2 separate regions of the Mus musculus genome follow, and region 1 is linked to region 2. Evidence: chromatin contacts called from public promoter capture Hi-C data. All regions are on one chromosome and are shown on one strand. The core of a region is the stretch at or near the end of the contact, and the rest is flanking DNA. Distances in the headings are between cores, read along the strand shown.

Region 1 (4,118 bases), core at 125-2,624, 610 kb before region 2:
ATTTAATTTATTTTCAGCATATATATTTAGGTACATAAATGAAGCAATACCTATTTATAACCTTTCTACACACACATGCACACACCAATAAAGAATGATGCTTTTAGCGGTGTGTTTAAAAATAAGAAAGCATAACTTATATCTCATAAAGATCACCATTTTGGATGTATATGGTTCTGTGGATGTTGCTATATTTGTAAAGCTGTGCAACCATCGTCCTTACCTAGTTCTGGAAGGTTTTCCTCACATACACACACCCCACTCCCCCAAGAGTAGGTCTAACCGGGCAGCCACTCCTTCTTCCTCACACCAGAAATCACAGTTCAACTTTCTGGCTCTGTGGGTTCCTTCACCTGTGTATTAGTAATTTCTTTCTTTCTATGTTGAGACCACTCTTGTTTTATAGTGTATCAATCTGTTTCCACCCATTAACTCATAGATGTTTCAAACTATACATTAAAAAAAAAACAAAATCCTGTTCCTATTGTAAAACTTTAAATGTAATTTGTCCTGAAGAATAGAGTAGCTAGAGTCTTCTCTATTCATTCTCTCTCTCTCTCTCTCTCTCTCTCTCTCTCTCTGCCTTTATAAGGAGGCTTTATCATTAATTATTTACCTTAGTAGTCTCAGGAAGAAGAACAGATTAGCCTAGTCTAACATGATTTGCAGAAGCAATTGTTCTGATTGCTAAGAACTTAATTTGGGTGTTTTTAATACTTAGCCATCTAACCCTTTGAACATAATTCAGAACTATGCATCAGCCTCTCCTTTTCCCTTTACGGCCACACCTACCTCCCTTCATTATGGAAATATCTTCATGATTCATATTTAAGACTTCAGAGTGATAATTTCCAATTTTAGCTGTTATAAATACTGCTACTGTGAACATTTGTCCACATATTATTTTTATAGCCATATGTTTTTACATTATGGTGTACTCAGGATTAAATTGCCTGGCCACACGGTAATTCTATTCAGCTATTAGAGCACTTTGATTTCCAAAATAAGGACAATGTTGTGTACTGTGGTGACTGATTTTATGATCAAATGCACCATTAGTTCAGCGGTTTCAACTATAACATTTTACACCCCCCTTTTAAACCTCTACCTTAAGTGAAGCACACTTGCCTTTTCTAAGAGAAATTAAGCAGCAGCTAGAATGTCCAGTCTGTGACTCAGTCTAGGTGCCCGGGCAACTGTTTGTGATTCTAGCTCTGCAGTTGGTGCTTAAGTTCAGCCAGGCCCTGCCTGCCACCATGCACCTCTCTGTACTCTCTCAAGCGAGGTCTCTTGTTGCTCAGCTCCACAGCCACATCGACTAACTGAGCAGCTGCCCTTTCCTCACTCATTTCCTCTCCACTGCCCTCAAAGGAGCCTTCCTATTTGGTGGGCATTCTGTTGCATGTTAGCGCAGCTGACTCATCCCTGCTTTCATAGGGCAAGGGAACTAAGTTTTCTGCCATGAATACAAGAGTTCCTGTTTTCCACCTCATGGTGAGAGTAAATTCCCAAGGGCTGTTGTGCTGCTAAAATAGGGGCTGCTGGCTAAATAGAAAAGGATAATGTGCCCTGAGTGCTGTAGGTCATTTCTTACAGTTTCCCAGTCTGAGGAGGAAAAGCAAAGGAGATTGCGAAGATTCATTGTTTTCAAAGGAAGTGTCCTCATGGAAGTGTAGAGTCAGTTGGTGTAAACATGATAGGCTGTGTAAATCTGTCTTATGTGCTCAAAATTAAACTTTTTCTCAGTCACAAATGAAGTGCTTAGAAGCTTTGTGGCACAATCTTATATAGGATTTCTTGATCTAAAGTCCTCATTTCCAGCTGTGACACATGTGTATGTAAGATCTGCATTGCAGTGTCTGGTTTAAAGATGCAGTATAAGCTTAGACACAGGTCCTGTCTGCACTTACCATCTAACCTCTGTGGTAAGAAGTGTTAATGAACGCCTGTTATGTTTCACATATTTCTGCACAAATATTTAAGGGACAGCATAAAATCTTTCATTTATTTGTTTTACTTTGCTGAATTTATTCTAGGTTGGTTCTTACTTGAAATCTCCAAAATTCCCTATTTGGATTGTTGGCAGCGAAACTCACCTCACCGTATTTTTTGCCAAGGTATGCTTATAGGGGACTTTTTTTTTTCCACAATGATATTAGCCAAACAAGTAATATTGTGAGTCCATATTTAGTTTGATCTTTGTGCAGATGAAAATCCAGCCAGTAATAAATGGAATGTTTCCCAGAAATCTTATCAGTTCACACTACAGAAAACACTGTTGCTTTGCTCTGGGGTTGGAGTCACCTCAGTGAAGTCCTTCCTGACTCCATTACATGTCTTTATCTCTGCTGACTCAAGAGCTCTGGCTTTTGATTTTGTTTAGAAGTTGCTGAGATGTGGAAGAAACCATTTTAGTTTTATTTTAGATTCTTACATAAAATGGTTTCTAAATCTTTCTTTTTAACAAGACGTAATATTTTCCACAGTGGGGTGGTAAAAGCTTTGGCATCAAACACCTTCATTTAAACCCTAGTTTCTTTGCAACATCTCTTGGGCTCTTTTCCTCTGTGTTTACAGTAGGGCTTTTTAACAGTACCTAGGTCTTAGAAGTGCTGTCAGCCTTAAATCTAAGATATTTAGTGGTGTCTAGCACAAGACAAGTGCTCATTACTCTATGAAAAGTTTTCCAATGTCTCTGATGCTGTTAAGAACAAAGTGTCAGAGCGTGGACTGATGCGGGCAATGTAAAAGTGTGTCCTTGAGGTTCCTTACTCCAAGAGACTCTGGGAGTACGCGTTTCCCAGGGTAAGGTCCCGTCTCTAAGAATTCTATCACTTTCACTGAACTGGTAACCTCATTTTTATTTTATTTTCTTCCTGCTTTTATTGTGTTAGCCAGCGTCCAGCTTACAGCTACAGAGTAAGGTACATGTTACTTTTCCTTAACCTGGAAACTGTATAAAAGTACAGGCCACCATGATACATGAGCGTTGTTGTTCATTTCCCTTTCAAATTAGGGAGGATAAAATCAAACTCAGAAGCAGGAAACATATAATTCCGAACAAATATTTCACTATATATTTCTAGAAAAGATAATCAGTTTAAATTTACATGGATAGTGTATTTTTAAAACAATTACTTTATGTCCAACCCTATTCTTTAGCATTAGGAAAACTGATATGAAACTATACAAGTGTATTTGTGGAGGGGGCACTTGAAATTTTGGGGAAGGGCTCTTATTATATAGCCAGGGCTGATACTGTACAAGAATCTTCCTGCATCAATGGAAAAATTACATAAATAGTAAATGAAACTATTAACATTCATTTGAGTTCAATTTAAAATATTTTAAAATATAAAGTCTTTGTATACTCTTCATTACATAGAAAATACTAGAAGCTTTGCTGTTCTTATAATTATAAAAGGAACTATTCATTATTAGTTTGACCTTTTGAGCATTCAGAATTTTCCTATATCAAAATACTTTATTTTGAGCATTCACATTTACCTATATTTTCGCTGTTATTTTTTGTAGTTTGTTTTGATTTTTGTCTGTTACTTTGTGATTAATTTATTCACTCTATATGCCCTATGGCCTCAAAGAAACATAAGTTGAATCCCCCATCTTTTATTAGAAATAAACTATCATATTACATGAAATTGACCTGTAAGGTCATTTCCACAGACTGCTCTGTGTGCCGTGTTCTTGGTTTTTACTGGATGGAGTTAGGCCCCTTTGTTCTGTGCTCACAGGTTTCAGCAGCCTATAAGGAAGCATTGTTTCTTGTCTGCAAATGGTTGGAGACCTGATGCACTGTACAGAGGCTGCAGCTGTGTTCCTTTATTCCTATGCTTGGTTATCAGATGGTTTCTCGGGATAGTTTATGCCTGGAGTTATGCCAGGTGCTGTGAATGCAGTGTTAAACAAACATAGACATTGTTCCTGCTCTTGCAGAAGTATGTATCTGAATGGAGGAGGCCATGGCTGATGCTCAGAAGTTTCCAAGAGTGATAAGTCTTGACAAAGCTTAGGTCTATAATACCACAAGGATTCTTCTGAGCTTTGGAAAGCTGTGATGTTTCCTAGAGGAGTTGATATCTGAAGTGAGCACTGAGGTA
Region 2 (4,443 bases), core at 1,218-3,717:
CAGAAACTTATAGTTCGCCAAGAGAGCACAGATGCTCTGATGCCTTGTCTTCTGCTTTCCCAAATCCTCCATTCCCCTGCAGGGAACTTGAACTACAAAGTGTAGACAGTGCTTGCACAAAGCCACTACAGACTCCAGAGCTTGCAGGGGGTACCTGCAGTGTGTAAAGGGGTTCTTCTAATGTTGCTCTCTGTTTTCCAAGCATCAGGGCAGACAGTGAGCAAGTACCGGAGGATCACAGGGTGGCCTTCTCTACTGGCAATGTGGAAACTGTTCCAGCCATCCTTGTTCTTCAGGAGTGGATTGGCACCGTGTTCTACAAGGTCCTGGATCACATCAAGGTTCTTCCTTGTGCACGCCATCATCAGAGGAGTCCTAAGGTCAACCAAGATGGAAGGGAGCTGAGGCACTTGGAAGAAGCCAAACCTTCACATTACCTATGTCTTTGGTACAGATGGAAAACCTAGAGGAGTCTGGTGGGGGGCGTGGCAGGAAAACACCTTAGACTGTCAGCCTCTGACTTCTTTGAGGACCGTGGAGAAATAACAAGGGGAAACTGATATATTTTCCAGCCCCTATGTTTTGACAGAGCTTGAAATAACTTGAAGGCGGGCATTTCATTAAGTTATGAGCCTAAAGAAGTTCACAGGGTCTTAGGAATTAGACATGAAACTAAAAAAGATGCCAATCTAGGAAGAAATGAAATTGTTTTCAGTGGTGGGAGAGTATCACCAACATCCCTGCTGGTGGCTCTGTAAGGCTAGAGGTGACAAAACTGCCTAAGAACTCAATATTCGGTGCATGGCGAACTGAATTTCATCAACTCTACTTATCCACTGTGGCCATGCAAATTAAACTATGTAATCGTGAACAGGAATTTTAGCAAGATGTCTCCAGAAAAACGCATCTTGGGCACACGAGTAGTACAATTCAACCGTTTCACTCCACTTGATTACATTTCCATACTCTTTCGACGGGAAACGATTGCCCTAACTAAAGAACCAAACCCACACGAAAGGGAGGTCGGGGAGAAGATTAGAAGCTGAGAAAAGTTATAAATCTAACGAACACACTGAAAAATACATGAAAATCTGCGATTCTTCAGGGAGTGTCGATATAGCTTTTCTGGACCGTGGGTTGGGCACCTACCAGTCCGCCTTCTTCAAGGAGTCCACGACTGCACCTCGGCCCAGGAGGTAGCGCACGCAGTCCCGGTGGCCCATAGAGGCAGCTTCGTGCAGAGGCCGCTTGTAGTCTCGGTTGGTAGCCTCGATGTCCATACTCCAAGCCTCCACTAGGTACGCTAGGATATCCTGGCGTCCGTGGCGTGCTGCACAGTGGAGAAGGGTGTCTCCGGCTGGCCCCCGGCAACCTCTAGCTACCGCCAGTTCCTCCTGAAGGTCACGCAGTCGGCCCTCTTGCACCAGCCTGCAGAGGCGCCGCGGATCCCCAGGCAGAGCCATCGCCCTGGACCAGGATGGACAAAAGTAGGAGGAAGACCCAGGTTCAGTCTTAGAGCAGATCTGTGCTATGATAGGTTGGGAGGTGAGAGAAGGCTGGCGCTTCCGCTTCCGCTTCCTCCACGTGACCCTTTTCCCCGACTCTCGGCACCGCCCCCTGCCCGCCCCCAGCCAGATTCTCTCCGCTAGCGTCTTTAATGCTTCTTGCCCTGGTTTGGAAGTCACAGTCTCCAAATGTAGAATGGTGTCCCCTCAGGCGACAACATGCACACTCGTAGGTCATTCTGGTTACCGCGCATCACACACGCGTACTCGTCAGGGTGGGGCCTCGGGCTCCCAGGGCTTGGGGTAAGGCTGTGTGCACCTGACATCCTGGAGCTGTCCCTTGCACCCGAGTGAACTGGGAACGGAAGACCTATCAGAATGGAGGGTGCCAGTGTACCGCGAAGTCCTGCACGCGGGACTTCTGGCCTCGCATCCCAGATGTGGTCTGCTCTCCACCGGACAGCTTCTGGGAATGTTTGCTGGGCTGCTCCGGTGGTAGCTGCACAGGCAGTCGAGAGCACGCTGCCCACCACCCTGGAACCTAGCTGGCCCACCCCTGGCCTGAGGATGTCTGCCGGACTGACAGCCGCATCCTTCGGCTGACCAGGCTCACAACAGCAAGGGTTTCTGGGGCCTCTCAGAGCTGGAACGGTGTCCTTGTGCTCCGCCCGATCCTCACCCAATCCGCAGCCGACCCCAGCCCCCTCCCCGCCCGCTGCTGTCTCCTGGGCCCCCGCGGGGACCCAGGGAGCTCTAAGGAACTCTGGGAAAGTTTCCTTCGCCTCCTCCGCGGTGGCGAAAGCACAGACGGGGCGTGGCTCTCAAGACACTGAGCCACGCCCCCTCCCGCTTCGCGTACGGATTGGTTCCAGAGTCTGTCCGTCCGCGTGACCCTTCCAGTTCGGAGTGCTTCGATTGGTTCACGGGCCTGTCCGTCGTCTCCGGTGGGAGGGTGCGTCTTGGCAGCGAAGAGGCGGAGCTCGCGGAGGAAGTCTGCAGTCGTCTGTGCTCGCTGTCTGGGCCGAAGGAGGGGCTTGCTGGTCGGGGAAAGGCTGAATGTCCGGCGGCATCGCCTGGGTGGTGTCGCCGCCGGGGTCCTGGGCCGGGCCGCCATAGTGCGTGAGACCGTGGACTTGGCGTGGGGTGCGAGCCGGGAAAACTTCCTATTGTGGGGTCTCCCGCGCAGGGGTCTTGGCCTCGGGGGTGGGGCCCTAGCTGAGGGTGGGCGTAGGAGCTGGCCGCGCCCGCGGTGGTCAGGAGTGGGCCTGCAGAAGGAGGTCGGATGCTCTCTGCAGACCCGCATCCCTTGGCCGCTCCCTGAGGCTCCGGAAGGGGCAGCACCTGAGAAGACAGATCCTCTGCCGCTGGCAAGCCTGGCTTGTCTCCACTGTAATGTTTTTGACCTTGGGCGAGTCATTGTATGCAGCTCCTGACGTTGGTGTTCGCCTTGGTAGTCTCCCACCCCCTCACCTGAACAGGTGATGGTGGTTAAGGGGACGCGAGAAGGCCTGGGGGGCTTTTGGAGGGTTCTTTGAGACCCGAGCCCGCTTTGTTGGCTTCCTTTCGAGGAACTAGACATTTAACCTAATGGTGTTTCCGTTTGGGAAGTAAAATGGAAGTCGCTCCTGCCAGGTTTAAAACAATTTCTTTGCATTTGGCAGTACATTCTGGTTCACTAAGCGCCTGACATTGTCTATTCCATAAACAGCCCATAGGTAGCATTCAGGTTTTAGAGACGAGGAAGGACGTCAAGGCCAAATGAAGTTAGTGATTTTTGCCACGTATTGGAAAGTTGAGGCATCTGATAGTTTCAAACTTTTTGCTACTTTGCATGGTTTTAAATCTCAACGTTTGGGAGACTGAAGCAAGAGGACCTTGAGTTCGAGGTTCGAGGCTAGTCTGGGCTGCCTACTCCTTCCTTACAAATGATTTCACGTGGTCTTGCCTTATCTCTCTTAAGTTTCTGGTCCTTTAAACAAAACCGAGAATCCTGGTTTATAAAAAGATGAAATTGGTTATTTAATTGGTATTCTAAATTAGATTCTGCCTCTCCTCTGCTCTATGAATTTCCTTTGCTCTGTGTTTTCCTTTGGGAAACTAGATATTTTTGGTGAATCTGCCTCCATAGCCCTGGTGATTTTTCTGGAGAGCGGTGGGTATTTATGCTTTAAGTTTATGAGTAGGGCTAGTACTTCTCTCTCTGTCTGGTTGAGCTGCCCATTTCTTCAGTGAAGGTCTTTGGAGGCCTTCAATTCCCTTGTAACTAACTGTCAATGGAATTGGGATATTCGATCTGACTTTTGCTGTGTTTCATGGATCTTTGGTACTTAGATGTCGTTGAGGGATCAAGGGATCAGTCCTTTAACATGTTTCCTGGTTTATGAATACATAAAAGTATTTGAATTCTAATTTCAAATGTGTTACTGTCGCATACACACACACACACACACACACACACGCCCATCTTATATTTCTCTGTTCCCCCAGGCTGACTTTAGTTTAGAAAAATTTAGATTTTTTCTTTGCTGTTCTGGTTTTGACAAAACTTGTAGAAATTATCACCAAAGCCAGCTCTTACATTGTCAATAGTTATTCGCATGCTCTTTGAAGACTTTTGATGTTTCATAGAACTCGAGGGAGCTTTAACTGGGTGTTCTACAGAACCTCTTAAAATAATCTGGACATGATGGCACACAGTTGATCAGCCTAGCATTTAGTTGGCCTAAGACCCTACTTCAGCAAAACAAAGCAGACCAACCACCAATCAAAACAACAACCAAACCACAAGAAGAAACCCTGAAAATTATTTTTAAAATGGAAACTTTAGGCCTTTCAGTGTATGAAAAATTATTAGAGCAGCCATTTCTTCCTTTGCTTTTTAACATAGCTAAAATCAGCTCCCTTAATGTTACACAAGCAGAGTCAGTTGTCCTCCATT

Evidence for each region. Promoter capture Hi-C pulls out the DNA fragments that hold promoters and counts their contacts.
Region 1: a promoter capture Hi-C map of neutrophils shows a contact between it and region 2, with 2.9 times the contacts expected there. The contact joins the enhancer-like site here to the promoter of Fbh1 in region 2. A contact is called at or near these places in 13 of 39 promoter capture datasets (the 3T3-L1 cell line, the C10 cell line, the HPC-7 cell line and 7 more), 5 of 484 Hi-C or Micro-C datasets (the HPC-7 cell line, the N1E-115 cell line, cortical neurons and 2 more), 6 of 115 datasets of contacts at active chromatin or transcription factors (acute myeloid leukemia, astrocytes, bone marrow-derived macrophages and 3 more) and 2 of 9 other capture datasets (adipose tissue and liver).

The regions. Positions count from the first base shown.
Region 1 is chr2:12,380,102-12,384,219 of GRCm38.p6, reverse strand. It overlaps Mindy3 (MINDY lysine 48 deubiquitinase 3), which reads left to right. Exons shown (of 15, transcript NM_024185.4): 10 at 2,037-2,117. Among named protein-coding and RNA genes, the nearest start is that of Mindy3, 37 kb to the left of the region's middle. Within about 2 kb of position 1,374, at least 35 of the 459 cell types and tissues checked have an H3K27ac peak or open chromatin away from gene starts, as enhancers often do. A contact at or near this core is called in the HPC-7 cell line, acute myeloid leukemia, astrocytes and 3 more, where this site is marked.
Region 2 is chr2:11,775,609-11,780,051 of GRCm38.p6, reverse strand. Fbh1 (F-box DNA helicase 1) reads left to right here and starts at 2,467. Exons shown (of 21, transcript NM_015792.2): 1 at 2,467-2,620. The coding sequence starts at 2,620. It overlaps Ankrd16 (ankyrin repeat domain 16), which reads right to left and starts at 2,299. Exons shown (of 7, transcript NM_177268.4): 1 at 1,150-2,299; 2 at 155-375. The coding sequence starts at 1,463.